Regions from separate parts of the Mus musculus genome. Here all the other regions are linked to region 1. The links are chromatin contacts, called in public HiChIP or PLAC-seq and promoter capture Hi-C maps. All regions are on one chromosome and are shown on one strand. The core of a region is the stretch at or near the end of the contact, and the rest is flanking DNA. Distances in the headings are between cores, read along the strand shown.

Evidence for each region. Promoter capture Hi-C pulls out the DNA fragments that hold promoters and counts their contacts. HiChIP or PLAC-seq counts read pairs in DNA pulled down with a chosen protein or histone mark.
Region 2: a promoter capture Hi-C map of hippocampal neurons shows a contact between it and region 1, with 2.3 times the contacts expected there. The contact joins the enhancer-like site here to the promoter of Adi1 in region 1. A contact is called at or near these places in 4 of 39 promoter capture datasets (embryonic stem cells, frontonasal cranial neural crest, hippocampal neurons and 1 more) and 2 of 115 datasets of contacts at active chromatin or transcription factors (embryonic midbrain and embryonic stem cells).
Region 3: a contact with region 1 is called in an H3K4me3 HiChIP or PLAC-seq map of embryonic hindbrain, with 5 times the contacts expected there. The contact joins the enhancer-like site here to the promoter of Adi1 in region 1. A contact is called at or near these places in 2 of 39 promoter capture datasets (frontonasal cranial neural crest and hippocampal neurons) and 3 of 115 datasets of contacts at active chromatin or transcription factors (astrocytes, embryonic hindbrain and embryonic midbrain).
Region 4: an H3K4me3 HiChIP or PLAC-seq map of embryonic basal ganglia shows a contact between it and region 1, with 4 times the contacts expected there. The contact joins the enhancer-like site here to the promoter of Adi1 in region 1. A contact is called at or near these places in 1 of 39 promoter capture datasets (embryonic stem cells), 3 of 115 datasets of contacts at active chromatin or transcription factors (differentiating embryonic stem cells, embryonic basal ganglia and embryonic stem cells) and 1 of 9 other capture datasets (adipose tissue).
Region 5: a contact with region 1 is called in an H3K27ac HiChIP or PLAC-seq map of embryonic stem cells, with 3 times the contacts expected there. The contact joins the enhancer-like site here to the promoter of Adi1 in region 1. A contact is called at or near these places in 9 of 39 promoter capture datasets (the 3T3-L1 cell line, the C10 cell line, cranial neural crest and 5 more), 3 of 115 datasets of contacts at active chromatin or transcription factors (astrocytes, embryonic stem cells and extraembryonic endoderm stem cells) and 3 of 9 other capture datasets (adipose tissue, embryonic stem cells and liver).

The regions. Positions count from the first base shown.
Region 1 is chr12:28,673,358-28,676,914 of GRCm38.p6, forward strand. It overlaps Adi1 (acireductone dioxygenase 1), which reads left to right and starts at 1,850. Exons shown (of 4, transcript NM_134052.2): 1 at 1,850-2,015. The coding sequence starts at 1,896.
Region 2 is chr12:29,341,598-29,345,313 of GRCm38.p6, forward strand. No RefSeq gene overlaps it. Among named protein-coding and RNA genes, the nearest start is that of Gm31650, 96 kb to the right of the region's middle. Within about 2 kb of position 2,009, at least 25 of the 459 cell types and tissues checked have an H3K27ac peak or open chromatin away from gene starts, as enhancers often do. A contact at or near this core is called in hippocampal neurons, where this site is marked.
Region 3 is chr12:29,366,744-29,370,079 of GRCm38.p6, forward strand. No RefSeq gene overlaps it. Among named protein-coding and RNA genes, the nearest start is that of Gm31650, 71 kb to the right of the region's middle. Within about 2 kb of position 1,783, at least 113 of the 459 cell types and tissues checked have an H3K27ac peak or open chromatin away from gene starts, as enhancers often do. A contact at or near this core is called in astrocytes and hippocampal neurons, where this site is marked.
Region 4 is chr12:29,648,457-29,652,044 of GRCm38.p6, forward strand. The region is part of intron 3 of Myt1l (myelin transcription factor 1-like); the gene reads left to right. Among named protein-coding and RNA genes, the nearest start is that of C630031E19Rik, 36 kb to the right of the region's middle. Within about 2 kb of position 1,450, at least 15 of the 459 cell types and tissues checked have an H3K27ac peak or open chromatin away from gene starts, as enhancers often do. A contact at or near this core is called in embryonic basal ganglia, where this site is marked.
Region 5 is chr12:29,288,773-29,292,464 of GRCm38.p6, forward strand. No RefSeq gene overlaps it. Among named protein-coding and RNA genes, the nearest start is that of Gm31569, 85 kb to the left of the region's middle. Within about 2 kb of position 2,004, at least 314 of the 459 cell types and tissues checked have an H3K27ac peak or open chromatin away from gene starts, as enhancers often do. A contact at or near this core is called in adipose tissue, astrocytes, embryonic stem cells and 4 more, where this site is marked.

The DNA of each region.
Region 1 (3,557 bases), core at 600-3,099:
CATGGGCAGGATGCTGCGGGAGATGGAGGAGGGCTGTTTTCCATGATTCTCCTTGAACTGGTGCTGGCAAATGCGGAGCCCCCCACCCCCAATTCCTTGGGGCATCTTGACCGACTTACTTTTCTAAAGTATGATGCTCTTGGCATGAACCTGCTGCCCTCTCTCATCCCAGTTGATCTCTGCATAAGACAGAAGCCAACACACAGTGCTCGGGGATCCCGCTGTGTTGCTCTAGCCAGAAGCAGGCAAGGGGCAGGCAGCCTTCCTGACTCAAGACTCTTATTTCTACAGCTGAACAAAGGTTTTGCTTCTTGCTCTGTATTTTAGCAGCTTTTTAAGCAGAATTTTAGGTGAGGCTTCCTGAGTTCAAACCCCTGCCTTAGCACTTGCTGTGGACTTTTTCTTTTCTTTTTTTTTTTTTTTTGGTTTTTGAATTTTGGTTTTTTGAGACAGGGTTTCTCTGTGTAGCTCTGGCTGTCCTGGAACTCACTCTGTAGACCAGGCTGGCTTCAAACTCAGAAATCTGCCTGCCTCTGGCTCCCAAGTGCTGGGATTAAAGGTGTGCGCCACCACTGACAAGCACAAAAAATTCTTTAAAGCTATCTGGTCCTCAGTTGTCATACTTTTAAACTACGGTAATTTTTTTCTATCAAAGATGGCTATCCCACCAAGGGCCACTATTCCACAAACCTCCCTATTTGTTAAAATCTTGTGTGGTCCTGTTACCCAACCCTGAGATGACAGCCATTTGTTGTTCTTACTCTTTATAACACCCTTGCCGTTTGCAGTTAACGAATTAGCATCATATTATGAGGTCTAAGTCCCACCAATGGAACTTTCTTTTTTCTTTCTTTCTTTCTTTTTTTTTTTAAGATTTATTTACTTATTATATGTAAGTATACTGTAGCTGTCTTCAGACACCCCAGAAGAGGGCGCCAGATCTCGTTATGGATGGTTGTGAGCCATCATGTGGTTGCTGGGAATTGAACTCAGGACCTTCAGAAGAGCAGTCAGTGCTCTTAACCACTGAGCCATCTCTCCAGCCCCCCCCCCCCCCATGGGACTTTCTTAATCAGATTTTGAAGAAACACCCATCTTTAATCTGTGCTGCACCTTCGGATAGCATGGAGGTTAGTTTCATTTACTTATTTTAGGTTTATTTAGAAGCGTTTTGCCTTGGATATGCAACACGTGTGAACATAGCCACAGAATTCAGAAGAGCGCAGCAGATCCCCCAGAACTGGAGTTATGGGTGGTTGTGAACTACCAAGTGGCTGCAGGGAATTGCATCTGGGTTCTCTGAAAGAGCAACAGATGCCCTTAACTGCTCGAGCCATCTTTTCAGCACCATGACGGGTTTATTTTAACAGTCATGTTAACATAGCTAGAATCACCTAGGAGGTGAGTAGTAATGAGAAACGGTCTAGATCAGGTTGGCCTGTGGCCTGTCTATGGGGGACTATCTAGATTGCATTAATTTAAAAAGAAAGTATAGAAAGGGTCCGAGCACTAGTGAACACACATGCATTCATTTCTCTCTGCTCTTGGCTATGAACTAGCTGCTTCAAGTTCCTCTTCTGACAATTCTGCTGCCCCGAATGATGGAATTTAACCTGGAACTGTGAGCCAAGTAAACCCTTTCTGCCTGAAAGCTGCCTTTGTAAGAATATTTTATCATAGCATTTGCAAGGAAAACAGGGTAGACACATAACTGCCGAGGAGGCTGTGGATATGCCACCACCTTCTCCAGAGGGTGAGACGCCTTTCCTGGTCCTGAATTCTACCTGAGCGGTCACGCCCTCCCGACAACTCCGCCCTACACCCCGCCCACCACCGTTGGGGCTCCTTCAAGCAACGCCCCTTCCAGCCAGTTAGTGGAAGCCGCCGCCGCCACCATGGTGCAGGCCTGGTATATGGACGAGTCCACCGCCGACCCGCGGAAGCCCCACCGCGCACAGCCCGACCGCCCCGTGAGCCTGGAGCAGCTGCGCACGCTCGGAGTGCTCTATTGGAAGGTACGAGTGCAGGCCGGAGCACCACGCGCCTGCGCACGCGCACGCCGTGACGGGGTGGGCCGGGTGGGGGTGGGGATGGGGGCTAGGGTGCTGCGCAAGCTCAGCAAGGCCGCCGTTTCCAGAGATTTCCATAACTGCAGAGAAGGCTTTGGGCTGGTGGCGCCTGCTTTCCTCTTGGTACTCGCGCGCGTTCACAGCTAGTGTTTGCAAACGCACGGCCAGCTGCCAGTCACATGGTAGTGTCACGGGTAACGCAGTTCAAACACAGGAAAGCCGCAGAGAATCTGGGGTTAGTGGAGGGGTAACTGGATCTAGCCTGTGTGCATTGGTATGGTCAAAATGAAGTGCAAACCAACTGGCCTTGGAGCCATGCCTGAGGAACGTTTGATGAGTCCTTTGCAGAGTCATGCCCCTTAAAAACCATGAAGGCCTGCTCACCACATGCTGTGCTCACAGCTGAAGCAGCGTCCACAGGTCGGGTGGCCACGTTAAGGTGGGAACGACGCTCAAATCCATGTCTGCAAGTAATAGGAGGATATTTTTGGGATAGGAAGCGGGGGAAATAGGTGATTGGAGAAGAATCTGGGTTGTGCACATATGAAATCAAGGCTTTGCATGGGACGGACTTGGTGATGCAATTTTGTCCTGGATCAGCAAGCATGGCTTCAGGGTTGTGGGGTTGGGGTCAGCAAGGCCTCTGGCATTCCTGTTGAGTTAGTCTTTGCTCCCACGGCAGAAGTTGCTAGGGAAAGGGGACAGAGCAGGGTGACAGAAAGGCCCCTTATGACTACAACGTTGGAGTGAAAGAGCTTTTGGAATACTGCCTTCGTCCCTTCCTTCGATCATCACGGATACCTTAGATTAGGAGTCACACTCAGGACTTTGTATCTACACCAGATCTGTAAACAACAGGAACTGGCTGCCCAGTAGAGACTGGAACCCGATTAGGTGCTTTGGGTGTCTGGTGAAGGCCCCCTCATAGCTGACTTCTATGAAACCTTAAACAGCTCCTCAGGGCAGTAGAGCCACTCATCTCAATCAGGAGCAGCTGTGACCCCACCGGGAGCCAGGAGGCCCACCTCTTACGTCATCCTGTGGGTGAAGTTTCCACATTAGGAAGGGGCGCATTCAGCCAGTTCCAGGGGGTCTCATGTTCTCTCCTGGCCTTTGTGGACACCAGACACTAGAGTGGTGCCCAGACATACAAGCACTCATACAGACACATAAAATATATTGATGCCTGTGTGTTGGTGTGTTGTTCCATGATAATAAAATATGCACTTCATTGTAAAACAAAGTTAAATGTCACTAAATTCATTGCTAGTAGTTTCATGTAGGGTTTCAGATTAGTTCTGTCAGCCTTTGGAGATCCAGTCGTGAAGTGCGTGTCCTTGGCTTTGGACCTTAAAGAATAGGTAGGGGCTGGAGAGATGGCTCAGCGGTTAAGAGCACTGACTGCTCTTCCAGAGATCCTGAGTTCAATTCCCAGCAACCACATGGTGGCTCACAACCGTCTATAATGGGATCTGATGCCCTCTTCTG
Region 2 (3,716 bases), core at 759-3,258, 670 kb after region 1:
GGGGTGCTGGGTTTGTAAATAAACACAGTGGGCTATTTGGAGAATCCTAAGAAGCAGTGAAGGTGAGGCTGATTCTGAATGGGCTCAGTGCTGCTGCCATGCTGTCCTGCCCTCCCCGAGGGAGGCTCGGTAGGCTCAGGAGGACAAGGTCAAGGCCAGGCGTCGCCAGCACTGAGCAGAGCTGTGCTTCCAGGCTGAGTGACCTTGAACAGTGACTTAAACATCTTCACCGTCATTTCATCCATAAGACCTTCACAACTTTCCTCTCTTAGGACTATGCAGATGGACAGACCCGTGCCAGACACACAGCTCCTTCATTGTGCTTTTAAAAGACAAATACCCAGATGGGGACATGACTTGGAAGATAAAGTTCTTGCCTTGCAAGAATAAGGACCTGAATTTCAACCTCAAAACCCATATAAAAAAAAGCCAGGCATGATGGTATGTGCTTGCAAGCCCAGCTCCGGGCCAATAAGCTACTCAGCAAAACAAAACATAACAAAACCAAAATAAAACAAAACACCCACAAACAAAACAAAACAAATACACACACCAAACAAGAAGTATGAGGAAGAGGAGGAGGAGGAACAGGAGCAACAAGGAGAGTGTCTAGAGAGAAGGCTCAGCCAGTTAAAGAGCATTTGCTATTCTTCCAGAATATGGAGTTCTGTTCCCAGCATTCAAACTGGGTGATTCACAACTATTTCCAGCTCCAAGGGATCCAGTGCTCACTCCTGCCTTCTACAGGTACCCACACTGTGTGGCAGACACTTTTACAGAGATCCCTTACATACATGGGTAAAAATAAGCTTTTAAAGCAGTAAGCATTCTGAGAACCAAACCTAAGGTTATATTCTGACCTAATATGAATGCATATGTGCCCACACATAAAAATGTAGCCACACAGAGACCACACACACACACACACACACACACACACACACACACACACACACACACCCCACAGTGGGATTTTTGAAGGATTAACAGCCTATCCACCATGACAGGAGCAGACTGAAGGAAGGGTGGTTATATGCCAATATGCCCTGGTGGGGTGAGAGGGGAGCAGGGCAGAGAGTACAGGAAACAGGGCAGAGCCTTGCACTGAGCCTCCATCTTTTTTTCTGACCAAGGCACAAGTTAGCCAATGGACAAAGAGCTCAGCTCGCTTCTCCAGGAAGCAGAGAGGCTTCTGCAGATGCCCAGGAGGTGGAGCAGGCTTCAGATGAAAGGAAGAGGCAGGAAGGGCAGAGAGAGCTTTCAAGGCTCTGATGGGCTTGTTTAACTGGGGCCTGGAAGGAAAAGGCTAGGACTCCTTGTGCTCTCCTCCAGCCCCAGGAGGACACTGGTATCGAAGGTGGCGGAGAGGGAGGATGGGGAGGACAGGAAGCCAGTGTGGGGTGAGAATCAGGTCCCTGCCATGGGTGCTGTCACTAGCTGACCAGAAGAGGAGGTTCACCTTAAATTTGGCAAGGGATAGAGCCTTCACCATGCCTTCCCCCTATACCCTCACCTCACTGCCCCACCACAGCTGCCTGGCAGGGTGCACTTCCAATGCCTCTGCACTAAAAACAGAGAGGTCATATTTCTGTGATATATAGTGTGGGGATTGCAGGTCCTTGATCTGGGGGCTGTACTGGGGAGAGGGATGGATGTTGGAACTGATGCCAAGGATAACTCCAGCATGAGAAATTGGGAGAAAGAACCATGTGTGTCTCATCCTTGGAACAAGCTTTATACTCGAGATGGAGGCGGGCCAACCGGAGTTACATTTAAAAATGCACAAGGATATTTCCATGTGGGAGAAGCAAAGAATGTTCAGCTCCTGGCCCTGAACACCCTTCTCAGCCTGAGGACCCTCGATGTTTTCTGCACTGCTCACTTAATGGGGGTGATGGCATTTCAAGGCCAATGCTGCACATAAAACCTGCCAGGCGCTGCTGTCAAGCAGGATGCAGATGCAAGGAGAATTCCCATTCAGAACACAGCTGTGTATGGATCAGCGGCCAGGGTGGCTCGCTTCCCATGGCGTCGGGCTGTTTACAGCACCGACAGTGCGGGCTCTCGGCTTTGTATCTTTTGAACAATTACAAGAAGGAAATATGGAGAAGGGCTGTCACTTGGAAAAGTAAATGCTAAGTAGATGCTGGGAGATGCTGCCTCTGTGTTTCCCTGTGGGCTAAAATCATCCATTAATTTTCAGAACTACCAGCAACTCTGAGTGTTTCCCCTAGGGACACACACAAACTGTGATTTGTGGGAGGCAAGTCCCATTCATCCCTGGGGTGATGCTGGTCTCTGTGAGTCACTGTGCCTCATTTAGAGGGTTTTTTTTTTCTTAATGTCTGTGCATAATGTGATATGTGTGCAAGTGTGTTGTGGGTGTGTGTATACATATGAAAGCCAGTGGTTTGTCTCAGGTGTATTTTTTTTTAATGGCACTCCATATTATATGTTAACACAAGATCTCTCACTTGAACTCAGAGGCTACTGCTTAGGATAATGTAGCTAGCCTCGTAGAGCATTCAGCATTTATGTAGGCCCTGGGGAGCTACACTATACTTCTCAGGCACAGCCAGCACGTTACCCACTGAACCATCTTCTCAGGCACCCAGTTAGTATTCAATTGTCAATACTTCTTTTGGAGATACTTTTTCTTTTAAGCCTGGACCATTCTTATCAAGCTTATTTCAAATTTTATAATAGCCTGTGAATTTACTTTGCTGATGTGAACACATTTATTATACACAACACATGGCCATTCAATGGCCACTCTCAATAACAAATTCCACCTTGGTTCCGCTTTCTTATAATAGGTAAATAATTGTTCAGTATGAGACCCTCTTACTGCGTGAGCAGTTTTTCAAGCCTTATGGTGATTGTCTTTTGTAATCACCCTTCTGAGCACCTACTAAGTGTTGCCATGGCGCTGGGTGATGGATCATTTAGAAGGTATACCTACTAAGCGCTGATGTGTGGTAGCTGATTCAGTGGATGTCAGTTATGCCTCCTAGCTCGGCTCACTGCAGGGCCCTAGAGAACTGAGTGGAGGTGATACTTGGGAACTGGGGGTACATTAGAGTTACTGTGTCCTCGGAGGAGCAAGTGTGATGTCATTGCTGGGAATCTGGGGCTTCAAATATGCACTCCTGGCTGCCAAGGGAACATACCAGGCCAGGAATTTATATGGCAGCCCTGGTGGATACTTTTCAGGGAAGCTAAGTTTCCTGCTGGGTGCTGCAACCCCTGAACTTTGAGCCCTTATTACAGACATGGAGTCCATCACAGTGCTGAATCTATAGCTGCAGCTCATAGGTCGCACCCTTTGACCCCGGCTGCCTGGTCCATGAGGATAAGAAGGTACCAGGTGAGCAGCTCACACACTCACATTGGTACTGGTTGTTCCGATGATTTGTCCCTGAGACAGACTCCCTTTCCTGTTGGGGGGCATCATTTGGAAATCCCTTTACATTATGAGATTCCCAGGACACAGGAAAGCCACTTGTCTCCTCCAGGAGGGTTCCTTCCATTCAGGGAAAGGTAAGGACTTGATAGGGACACAATTCTTTCCCATGATGCAAGATCTGAGGAAACAGAGCTTACTGCCATCTTCTGGCATTGTTTCATCACTGACTACTCACCCCAGGCCTTGGTCCTGATGGTGTGAGTACCACATACAGTTCCTTGCTTTCAGGTGACCATTTAGAGTTATGTAC
Region 3 (3,336 bases), core at 533-3,032, 690 kb after region 1:
AGTCCGCAGGACCAGAGGTGACTGCAGTTAGACGATCAGGGTAAAATGTTCTAACTGGGCAGGATCAGGTATGGGAGGAAATGAGGATGATATATAGATGGTCAGGAATTTGAATGGAGGTGTATAGCAATGGGGGATGGGGAGCTGGGGTTAGCCACCAGCAAGTTCCAGATGCCAGGACCCAACAAGGATGAGATTAGCTGAAATGCCCAACAAAGGGGAAGGAGAACCTGTAGAGATCATATCCAGAGGTTAGGCAAGGCCCCCAGTAGGGGATGGGGCCACCCACCCTTCTCATAATTTTACCCCAGAATTGCTCCTGTTTAAAGGACTTACAGAGACAAAGTGTGGAGCAGGAAGGAAAGTGTAAAAGAAAGACCATCCAGAGTGCCCCACTTGGGGATCCATCCCATATACAACCACCAAATGCAGACACTATTGAGGATGCCAAGAGGTGCTTGCTGATAGGAGCCTGATATAGCTGTCTCTTGATAGGCTCTGCCAGAGCCTGACAAATACAGAGGCGGATGCTCACAGCCATCCATTGGACTGAGCAGGGAGACCCCGATGGAGGAATTAGGGGAAGGACTGAAGGAGCTGAAGGGGTTTGCAGCCCCATAGGAAGAACAACAATATCAACCAGCCAGACCCGCCCCCCCCCAAAAGCTCCCAGGGACTAAACCACCAACCAAGGAGTACACGTGGAGGGACCCATGGCTCCAGTCACATATGTAGCAGAGAATGGCCTTGTCTGGCATCAATGGGAGGAGAGGTCCTTGGTCCTGTGAAGGCTCGCTGCCCCAGTGTAGGGGAATGGCAGGGCGGAGAGGTGGGAGTGGGTGGGTGGATGAACACCCTCATAGAAGCAGGGGGAGGGAGGATGGGAAAGGGGGTTTCCAGAGAGGAAACTGGGAAAGGGGATAACACTTGAAATGCAAATTAAAAAATAATACCCAATTTAAAAAAAGGAAGGAAGAGAAAGAAAGAAGAACGGAAAGAAGGGGAGAAAGGGAGGGAGGGAGGGAGAGAGAGAGAGAGAGAGAGAGAGAGAGAGAGAGAGAGAGAGAGAGAGAGAGAGAGAGAGAGAGAGAGAGAGAGAGAGAGAGAGAGAGAGGTGGGGTCCCTATAGTTGGAAAAGCCAGCTTCTCTCTCAGTTCCATGCCCCTTGTCCCTGGCCTTGGTCCTGCCTGTTCCTGTATCAGCACTGTTGGTTCAGCTTTCAGGCTCTAAGAAGAACCTGAAAGAAAACACCTGGGGAAAGAAAACAGAATTAAACAACTCGAGCGCCCATCAGTCCTTAAGGATCAGTTAAACCATAGCAACTGTGCCCACTCTCAGTCGCTTCTGGTTCCCAGGATGCCTTGGGCTGCTGGGTTGTATTTCTCAGGGATTATTGCTGCTTCCCTGATTCTGATTCTCTGCCTCCCTATGTAGCCCTGGTCCTGTGGCTTGCAGGCTCTGGTTAGTTAACCCGGCTCCTCTGCCAGCTGGATTCGCCCTCCGTGCTCAGAAAATGTCTGCCGGGAAAGCAGGGCCACGGACATGCTCTTTGCTCGCCAGAAAGCTCCTGACTCAGCGTTTTCCCTCTGGTACTAGCAGAGCCCTCCGGGACAAGAAGGGCACGAACGGGGCCAGTGCTGCGTGGTAGCCAGTGACCTGCAGATCTGTTTGCTTCTGTTCCCTTTGGCCTGCAGACTGATGAACAGGGTACAGCCTGCACTCTGAGCCCTTAAAGAGGATGTTGAGTGGGCCTCGGGAACTAGTCACCCAATGGAGATCAAGCTGCCGTTCCCATGGTGATTCCACACTGAGCCCTGTGCCCTGGGAACTCACCTCCTCCCATTCACTGTAACCTCCATTAAGCAGAAACAAAAGATTAATACGGCAGAAGCCATTTAATGAACTCAGAGCTGGCAGCGGCTTTTTTCCAGAGCGGATTCCTGGAACAGCAATGCAGAGGCTTCCCCGCCTCTTCCAGGACAGCAAGGGCGTTCAGCTGTCTGATCTCTCTGGGCTGTCAGACATCCATGCAGCAAATGGGCCCAGGCAATCTCGTGGGTGTGGGGAAGACCCCTTACCTCTTTGTCTTTATTCAGGTCATTCTCTCACCTCACCAGAAAGGGAGGAGAAGAGGGTCTCAGGTACGTGAAGAAAGGATGCAAGCTTCCTCGCCACAGCTCGGGCCAGGGTGGGGGTGGGGTGTTGGTGGGGGTGTCAGGAAGCTAGCGCTGAGAGGAGACTGGAGGCAGCAGTCAGAGTGTCTGGAGACCAAGTGTCTAGACTTGGTTTGTGGGAGCTGCAAGCCTCCTTTGCTGCCCATTGTATCAGAGGTCTGAGCTCACTGAGCTGGTTAGAGAGCCGAGGGGTCACTGCATCCCCCCAGGCCAGGTTTTGTGCACACTGGGGGGTGGGCTCAGTAGAAGGTCTGGACATGCCTTGTCCGTTTCCAAGTTTTCTTCTCCACTGAGATGCAGCCCCTCTGCTTGTGCATGCATCCCTGCCTTTCACCACACCTCCTAATGATACACAGACCCTGGAGCGGGCTTATGTGGGATCTCTTGTTCTTCTAGAAGTTGATGTCAAACCTCAGGCCCATGTTTTGGACAGAAGCTTAAATTTCACAGACCCCTGGGGACACACACAGAGAACCTTCTTTCCAGAACAAAGGGTGGTCTTCTGAGAGCTATTCTCAGTTGTGCATACCACCTGGGCAATGGATAAGCAAGCATTCATTATTGCAAAGGTGAGATTAGATATAACCAGTCCAGTCATGAGAGTGGGAGGTCCCCAGCTCTTACCTAAGGAGTTTCCAGAGCCAATGCCACAAAGATGGCCTTTCTCACAAACCAGGTCCTAGCAACTACCCTGACAATGCAACCTGTGCTGCCTACAGAATTCAGGGATGCCGTGAGCTCTCAGTCTCACTCATCCTCATCCAGGCTACACTTTGGGGTGCAGCATTCACTGGTGCCAGTGTTCCAGTGACCACCCACCCTGTCCCTAATTTTGGCCTAGAAAGCCATCATGACTTGCCAGGCCTTATTTTCCTCCTCTTTAGAAACACTGGCTAACGGGCTGGATGAGAGGGCTGGGCACTGTGGTTGTTTGGTCAAGCTAGTTCTTCTCACACTGAAGACAGATAGTTCCCAAGTGCTGTCCATCAACAACAGCAGAGCTAGGGGTGGTGGTCAGAAACAGAAATGAAGGTGAGGCGGGGAGGAGAGATGGCTGGACACCAGGTTTGTGTCTAGACCTGGTTTGTGGGAGCTGCAAGCCTCCTCTGTGTCCCATTGTACCAGAGGTCTGAGGTCACTGAGGTGATTAGACGGCTGAGGA
Region 4 (3,588 bases), core at 200-2,699, 970 kb after region 1:
GTCTCAGATTCCCCCATCCAGTAAAGGGTAATCATCATTTATTGTCAGCAATTGAGAAAAAGCCTAGAGAGCATGGTGTTGATTCATGAGACACAGAAGGTGGTATCCAGTCCTGGCCTCCTCCATCACCACCTGGAGTGGGTCACCACCTGGTGCCTCGAGCTCTTACAAGACTGTTAGGGAGGTGGATCTGGTCACCACAGCTTTTACAAAGAAGCAGCTTAGGGGAGGCCTCCTGGTGGAGTGAGGACCCCATGCCAGACCTCACACTCTGTCTTGCTTTTGTTATATCACCAGTGTTCTCAGACCAAGGAGACCTGTGCAGAGCTTGAAGCTCCTGCAGGGAAACACAGGGCTTATCTGTGCTCCAGCTCTTAGTACGTGGCTTGCTCTGTATGGCATGTGGGTGGTTGATCTCAGCAATGAATGGATGACTTTCCAGTAAGACAGATGCTACTATGAATTTCACACTAGGAGGAGCTGTCAGGATGACCACTGGTAAATATTACTCATGTGAATAGCAGGATGCATATCCTCTGAACTGTCTTTGTCATCAGTGTCTGTAGCTAGGGGTCAAAGGTCAAAGGAGCCACACTTCTTACTCCCAGCCTTCTCTGCAATACCCTTCCCCTGCAGCCTCCTGGAAGCATCATCTCTTTCTAATCTTGGCCTTGAGCACTTAACACAGTGCACATCCTGAGATCCACACATGATGATCCACTGATTGCAGGTTCCCTGTTTCTTCAGCTTCTTAACTCATTGCTTCTTGTAGCAGTACAGGAAGAGAAAGAAGTTTGCCTATAACAAAATTAGATAGATGCTTCTCTTCTTCTACAATAAAACATCTTTAGATAAATTATTCCATGTCTCTCCTACACACAAATGTATGCTATACATTCATTTGGTGTCTTCAAGCCAGTACTGCATACCAGATACTAGATGGGAAAATGGAACTATAATTCTGCTGGAGAGCTATTGGTGTTGAACTGTTGAATTTGGGGCTGGGGGTATCCTTTAATGTATATATTCAAAAGCTAAACACACCATAGAAAGAAATGTGGAGCAGCTGAAGTGGCAGTTGCCATGTGGTACCAAAGCAGGAGAAATGCGCATCTGTGGAAGCTTCTTGGAAGACTCTTCTGGCCAATTACTTAGATTCCCCATCATCTAGGCAAGTGCTGGGGAATCAGGGATGTGGGAGCTACGCTGAGAGATAGGGATGAGAGGGAGTCCGCTGGACAGAATCCAGCAGGAGCCACAGAAGGTCTCAGCGAGGGCAGAGGTATAAGATAAAGATGGAGGTGTGAGCTCGGGGGACCTAGGATGAAGGAACGTTCTCATCCGTTTTGTGTGGGAAGGTACCATGTCACAGGGCTGGTATCATTCCACACAGCAGTGCCTGATTCATGTAGCTCCATGGCTGCACACAGCCCAGGCCCTCTCATTACTATTCATGAAGAACCAAGACTCACTGGCTTTACCATAAAAGACTGAGGCAGAGCCACACTGATTTATATCCGTGCTGTGTGCTCAGCTTTTCCAATCAGAGTGCCTTCACTTCACAGCTGTGTCAAAAATGAAGTGGTGCTCCGTGAGGCACTGCAGGAGGATTTCAAGGACGTTTTGTCAAAGAAAAATGCAAGATGCAGAAGAGAAGTAAGGCTCTGGCTGCACACATGTGTACATTTGCTTATATTTGCATAAAGCATCTAGGGATGACAAGACGCCAGTAGAAATGTTTGTGTGTGCTTCTGCAGATAATTCAGAAGCCAGCGAGAAATTTCTCATTATTTTTCTTCATTCATTCATCACTTGCTTTTTTACGTCTGAAACATGCAAATGCCTTTCTTAGTCAAAACAAACTTTATAAGTAACCCGGAAGTATTTTCAAGTAAGTCCCTAATGTGCCCCTTAGGCACTCTGAGTTGAGAGACATAAGCAGTTCAACTTTACCTGTAGAGACCAGAAGCTCCTGAATGAGGCGTTTGGACTTGAACTCTGGCCATGAAAAGCAAGGTCACAGTTGTTCCCTGGACATCAGGCCACAGGGATGTTTTCAGAATCCCATTTGACACTGATTGTTGATGCACAGACTCTAGTTGATTTGAATGGTTAAAATCTGAGTTAGGAAATAAGGAAAACAAATCAAGGTATGGTGGTGATAGCCACAAGGGATAAGAAAGATGGAGAAGTCTGGGAAGGGAGGGAGGAGAGAGGGAGAAAAAAGGAAGGATAGGAGGAAAAGAAAGGGAAGGTGAAAGAGTGGAGGGAGAGAGGAGTGAAGGAAAAGGAAGGGGAAGGAGAGAAGAAAGAAGGAAGGAAGAAGGACGGGTTACAGGGCAGGAGGGAGGGAGGGAGAGAGGGAGGGAGGGAGGGAGGGAGGGAGGGAGGGAGGGAGGGAGGGAGGGAGGGAGGGAGGGAGGGAGGGAGGGAGGGAGGGAGGGAGGAGAGAATAAATAAAAGGACAGAAGATGTCATCTTGGCTAACAACACATTTGTGTGCCTGCCTTCCCTGTAGCTCTCACATCTCACAAACATTCCGACCCCTAAAATTCTAAATTACAACTTAAATTACAAAATCATCATTAGGAGATTACATATTACACTATTCATTTACTTGATAATAGAGTGATAATCTTAAGGGCAGAGTCTCAACTTATTTAAGTAAAGTGGTTTTAAATATAACGCTCGAGAAATAGTTGTGGAATGGAAGAGTAGCAAAAGTAATGGCAAAAATTCCTGAGAACACTAAAGGGGCCAGTAGCTTGTATATTAGTTATAATTTACTTATTAAATTAGCTATGGATGGACAAGTGGGGAGCTATAAATATCGACCATCAAATATATATATGTATATATATATATATATACACACACACACAATTTTTCTGTTTAAAGTAATCCATATATTATGTAGGAAAATACAGGGTTTTTTTCCCCTTAAAGGACAAATATTGAAGTATTTACATTTAAGTTGTTATGATTTGGGCAGCCTGTTTTCAAAAGGCTCAAAACGTAGTTTGTGAGTGTATAAATGGACTTCATGTATGCAAGCATATGTGTGTGCATATATGATATGTGTTGTATGTTTGTGGGGCATGTGATGTTTTCGTGCATGATTGCTGTCCATGCATAGTGGAAGCATGCATGTATAGGTGTGCACATCTTCTGTCATGTATATGTGATTGTGTGTATGCATGTGGTATGAAGTGAATCTGTAGCATGAACTTATGAGCATCTATAAGAGGGCACATCTCTGCTTTTGTATGTACATGTATATATGTTGTATGATTCATATACTCCACTCTAACAGTATCATAATATAGACCATAAGATCACTAGTTAATCTTAATATTAATTTTTCTTTTTAAATGTGTTTCTTAAACATTCAAGTAAATATTTTGTTATTATGTCAAGCTGAGTCTTCCTGTGGATAGAGTCTTGTGAACTCTGCTCCTAATTTCCCTGGAGAGATGCCTACCTTTCCCCCAGAGGCTCCTTGTGGAAACACCAACAAGCCACCTCCCCTCATTAGCAGAGGACGAGGAAAGCATCTTGCAGGATGGATAGACATCCGTGGTCATGGCA
Region 5 (3,692 bases), core at 754-3,253, 620 kb after region 1:
GGGTCCATTCTGCTGTTAATCCCGCGCCGTGTCTTGAATTTTTAATCTGACACTGTTTTTAGTTCCAGGGATTCCACTTTGCTACCGTTTCCTTCCCTCTTTGCTACAGTAAAACAAACACAGGGTATGGCAAGTCTGTCTTTGTCACAGGTTGCTGTGAGTGACCACCACCATCCATTTCCTGAACCTCTCAGCTTCCCACACCAGCCTGTTGTTCCTTTTAGACCCAAGCTTCCCACTGCTGGGTTATTTTTAACTTGACAAAATCTAGAGTCAGCTGGGGGAAGGAAGAATTGCCTAGCTCAGACTGGCCTGTGGTCATGTCTGTGAGGAACTATCCTGACTGATGACCGATATGAGAAGGCCCAGCCAACTGTGGGTGGCACCATCCCTACAAAGGTGGTCTGATGCTGTCTGAGAGAGCTAGCCAAGCATGAGTCTGTGTCAGCCAGAGCCCAAGCTGGCATTCCACATTCCTCCATCAGATACTGACCTGGAAGTGTAAACTGAAGTAACTTCCTCCCCTTCTGGCCGGAATGTTTTGTCACAGCAACAGAAAGCAAAGAATGGCAGCTTACGGAAAAGCAGGGCGAACTGTTGTAGCTTTCAGATGTTCTCAGATGAGATTCTTAGAGTCAACGGAGGCTGTGTTCCTTTAACACTTTCTCAAAAGGTTCTGCTTGATTCGATGACAGCAGGTTGTCAAGCAAACCCAAGATAATTTGACCACAGATCTGTAACCTTTTAACTCTGTACAATCATAGAGTTCTAGTCAGGCTTGTGGAATCTTTAACATGGGCGTGCCCTTAATTTCTGCTGAGAACTTCGGTTCTTCGCCTACATTCATAGATGAGGAAACTGTTAAGGAGTGCAAGGGGGGGCCTTTGCACCTGCATGCTTGGAAATGCTGAAATCACCTTGACCTAGAACCTAGGAAACAGAATTCTCACCTCCGGTGATCAGGGAGGCTTCAGGCTCCCTAGTTGGTCTATCTTCCTCCAGACACCATCTGTATAGTAAGAGCAAGAGGGCAATGGAAAGAAAGAAGGACTGGGAGATCAGCCTATTCCATGAGGCAATCCTGAGCTACAGGACTACCTCCTGGAATAATGCTTTTCTTTTCAAAAGGGTTTTACAGTTAAAATATCATTGGAAGCTTTCCCCACTACTAGTTTTCCTGTCTTACCAAGGCGCACAGGAAGACATATTCTCTGTAAGCTCGAATTGTGAGGTACATGACTTGTGAGGCCCCATGCAAAACAAAAACGCATGCCCTCTATTTGACAGTTAGTGGCAGAGAAGCTAAGCTGGAAGCTTTTTGAGCTCAAGTTCACCCTGGATCAGAAGCTCATTAGTGTCTAGCAGGGGCCTTCACAATTTATTCCAGCTATGAAACTCAGGATGCACGGTCACTAGGCAGAATTGGCGGCTGCACACCTCTTCCTATTCATGTGGAATTTAGTTTTATAGTTGTGTTTTCCTCAGACTTGTGTTTTTGCATCCAAACTAGAATCAAGCGCAGGCACACAATCCCAGCTTGCCGCAGATTCAGGAGTGGGGACGGGGGAGGGGGCAGTCTCAGAAGAACAGGTCGACATGACCCTAGCTCTGTTTTGTACTACTAGCATGTGGAGCTTCTTCAGGTAAAACCAACAGAAAGAAGCAGGAGGCAGCCGCTTCAGTTGGGGCACCTCAGGTTGCTAGGGAGAGCAGATGCTGCACCTGGATCTTATACAGAACTCACAGGCACTGATCAGAAACCAGAAGCAGGAACCAGCCAGGCAAAGATTATGGCTGAGTGGACCAGAACTGTCGTGTCAGACAAGCCTAGGAGTGGATGCAGTCTTGTACAACCCACTAATCTAGAAAATCTACTACAAACAATAAGGGATTCTTTCCCAGAAAGGAACTACTCAAGCCGCAGTTACCCTCGAGTCCTGCACTCACACCCTGCATACAGATGCACAGAACGACAGGTGTACAGGCATCCGTCCAAAATCAAAGGCGACCGTTTTGAAATAACAGCTGTCCAGCTGCCCTTGAGCTCCAACACAGACTTCTCGTCATGCATGGTTACTATATGAGAATTCTTGGTTGTGCTGTGCTGACCAAGCCGTGTTTAAAATGCACGCTCTGCTTCTTTATTTAAACAATCGGGACCTCTGCATGCCACAACAGTCAGCCTCAGGCACAGAATGAGAGGAGCTAAAGGCCGCCTCCTACCATACACAGCCCTCTTGCAACTCTGCCCTAGTAGGAAACTGCCTAGGCCGCAGGGCATGCCGGGGCAATGTGCTGCATGCCGGGCACTGCAGTCTTCTGCTTTCCACGGCTCCCTGGCGGGGCTCCTTGCAATGCATACTGGGAATTGTAGTTTAAGGGGCTCCTTTTCAGAGCGGCAACGCCCTGGAGCCGTGCATGCTGGGAAGTGTACTCCATAATTCCTCTAGTAGAAGCCGCCTTGGTCCCTGTGCAGGACACGCAGGTCTGAGACCATTTCTTTCTTCAAAAAACTGGCCTGCTGCCTTGCCTGCTGGGAAATGTAGTTCCTCAGTGCCGGAGACTAGAAGCCCGGATGTAGTCTTGCTGGGCATTTCCTTGTAGTCTTCCCTGGCATCCTCTCCCAACCCCCCGAAACCCCGAATTTTGGCTGAAAACCTGGGAACCTGATCAATCCTGTCACAAAAAGCCAAAATCAAACCGAAACAAAACCACCTGCCTTTCCACAAAGTTAGCTAGCACTAGGCTAAAATTCCAAGGTCATCCTGAGGAAATATTAATCAAAATAAGAAATTTACAAACAATAAGAATATAAAACTATGAAGTTAATTAAGATACAGCTGGCTGGGCAGTGGTGGCACATGCCTTTAATCCCAGCACTTGGGAGGCAGAGGCAGGAAGATTTATGAGTTCGAGGCCAGCCTGGTCTACAGAGTGAGTTCCAGAACAGCCAGGGGTATACAGAGAAACCCTGTCTCTCAAAACAGACAAACAAACAAACAAACAAACAAACATAGATGAACGAAGACCCTGTCTCTCTAAATAAATAAATAAATAAATAAATAAATAAATAAATAAATAAATAAAATAGCGGAACGAAGACGACATAGTCAAAACTTCAAGGAGCTCCGGTCATCTGAGAATTAATTCTAAACTTGAAATATACAATCTGAAAACTCATCCTTTGAAATTTAATTTTGTACGTGTGTGTGTGTTTGTGTGTAACTATGTACTCTTCTTACTGAACTATTTCCCCAGTCCTGTTTCTGTTTTTTAATTAAAATTTAATTTTTTTTTCAGTGCTGAGGATCAAATCAAGTTCTTGCACATATGCAAAGCAAGCACTTTCCCACTGAGCTACTCCAAGTCTTGGAATTGTAATTTTAAATAATACATTTTGTGTATGTATTTATGGTATGCACATGGTGTCTTGATATATAAACATACATTAGGAAATGTGTTGGTTAAGAAACTAGCATGTCCTCTATCACACATTTTAAAAAGTGATTAGGAATTAACTTAAATATCTATCAATAGATAAATGGATAGGAAGTGTGATGTATATACACACTGAATTATTATTTAGCCTTAGTAAAAGAGGGGATTCTATAACCAGCAATGACATAGATGAATCTTTGGGGCGCTTTGTCTTAAGTAGAATGAGCCAGACACAGAAAGACAAGTATTGCATG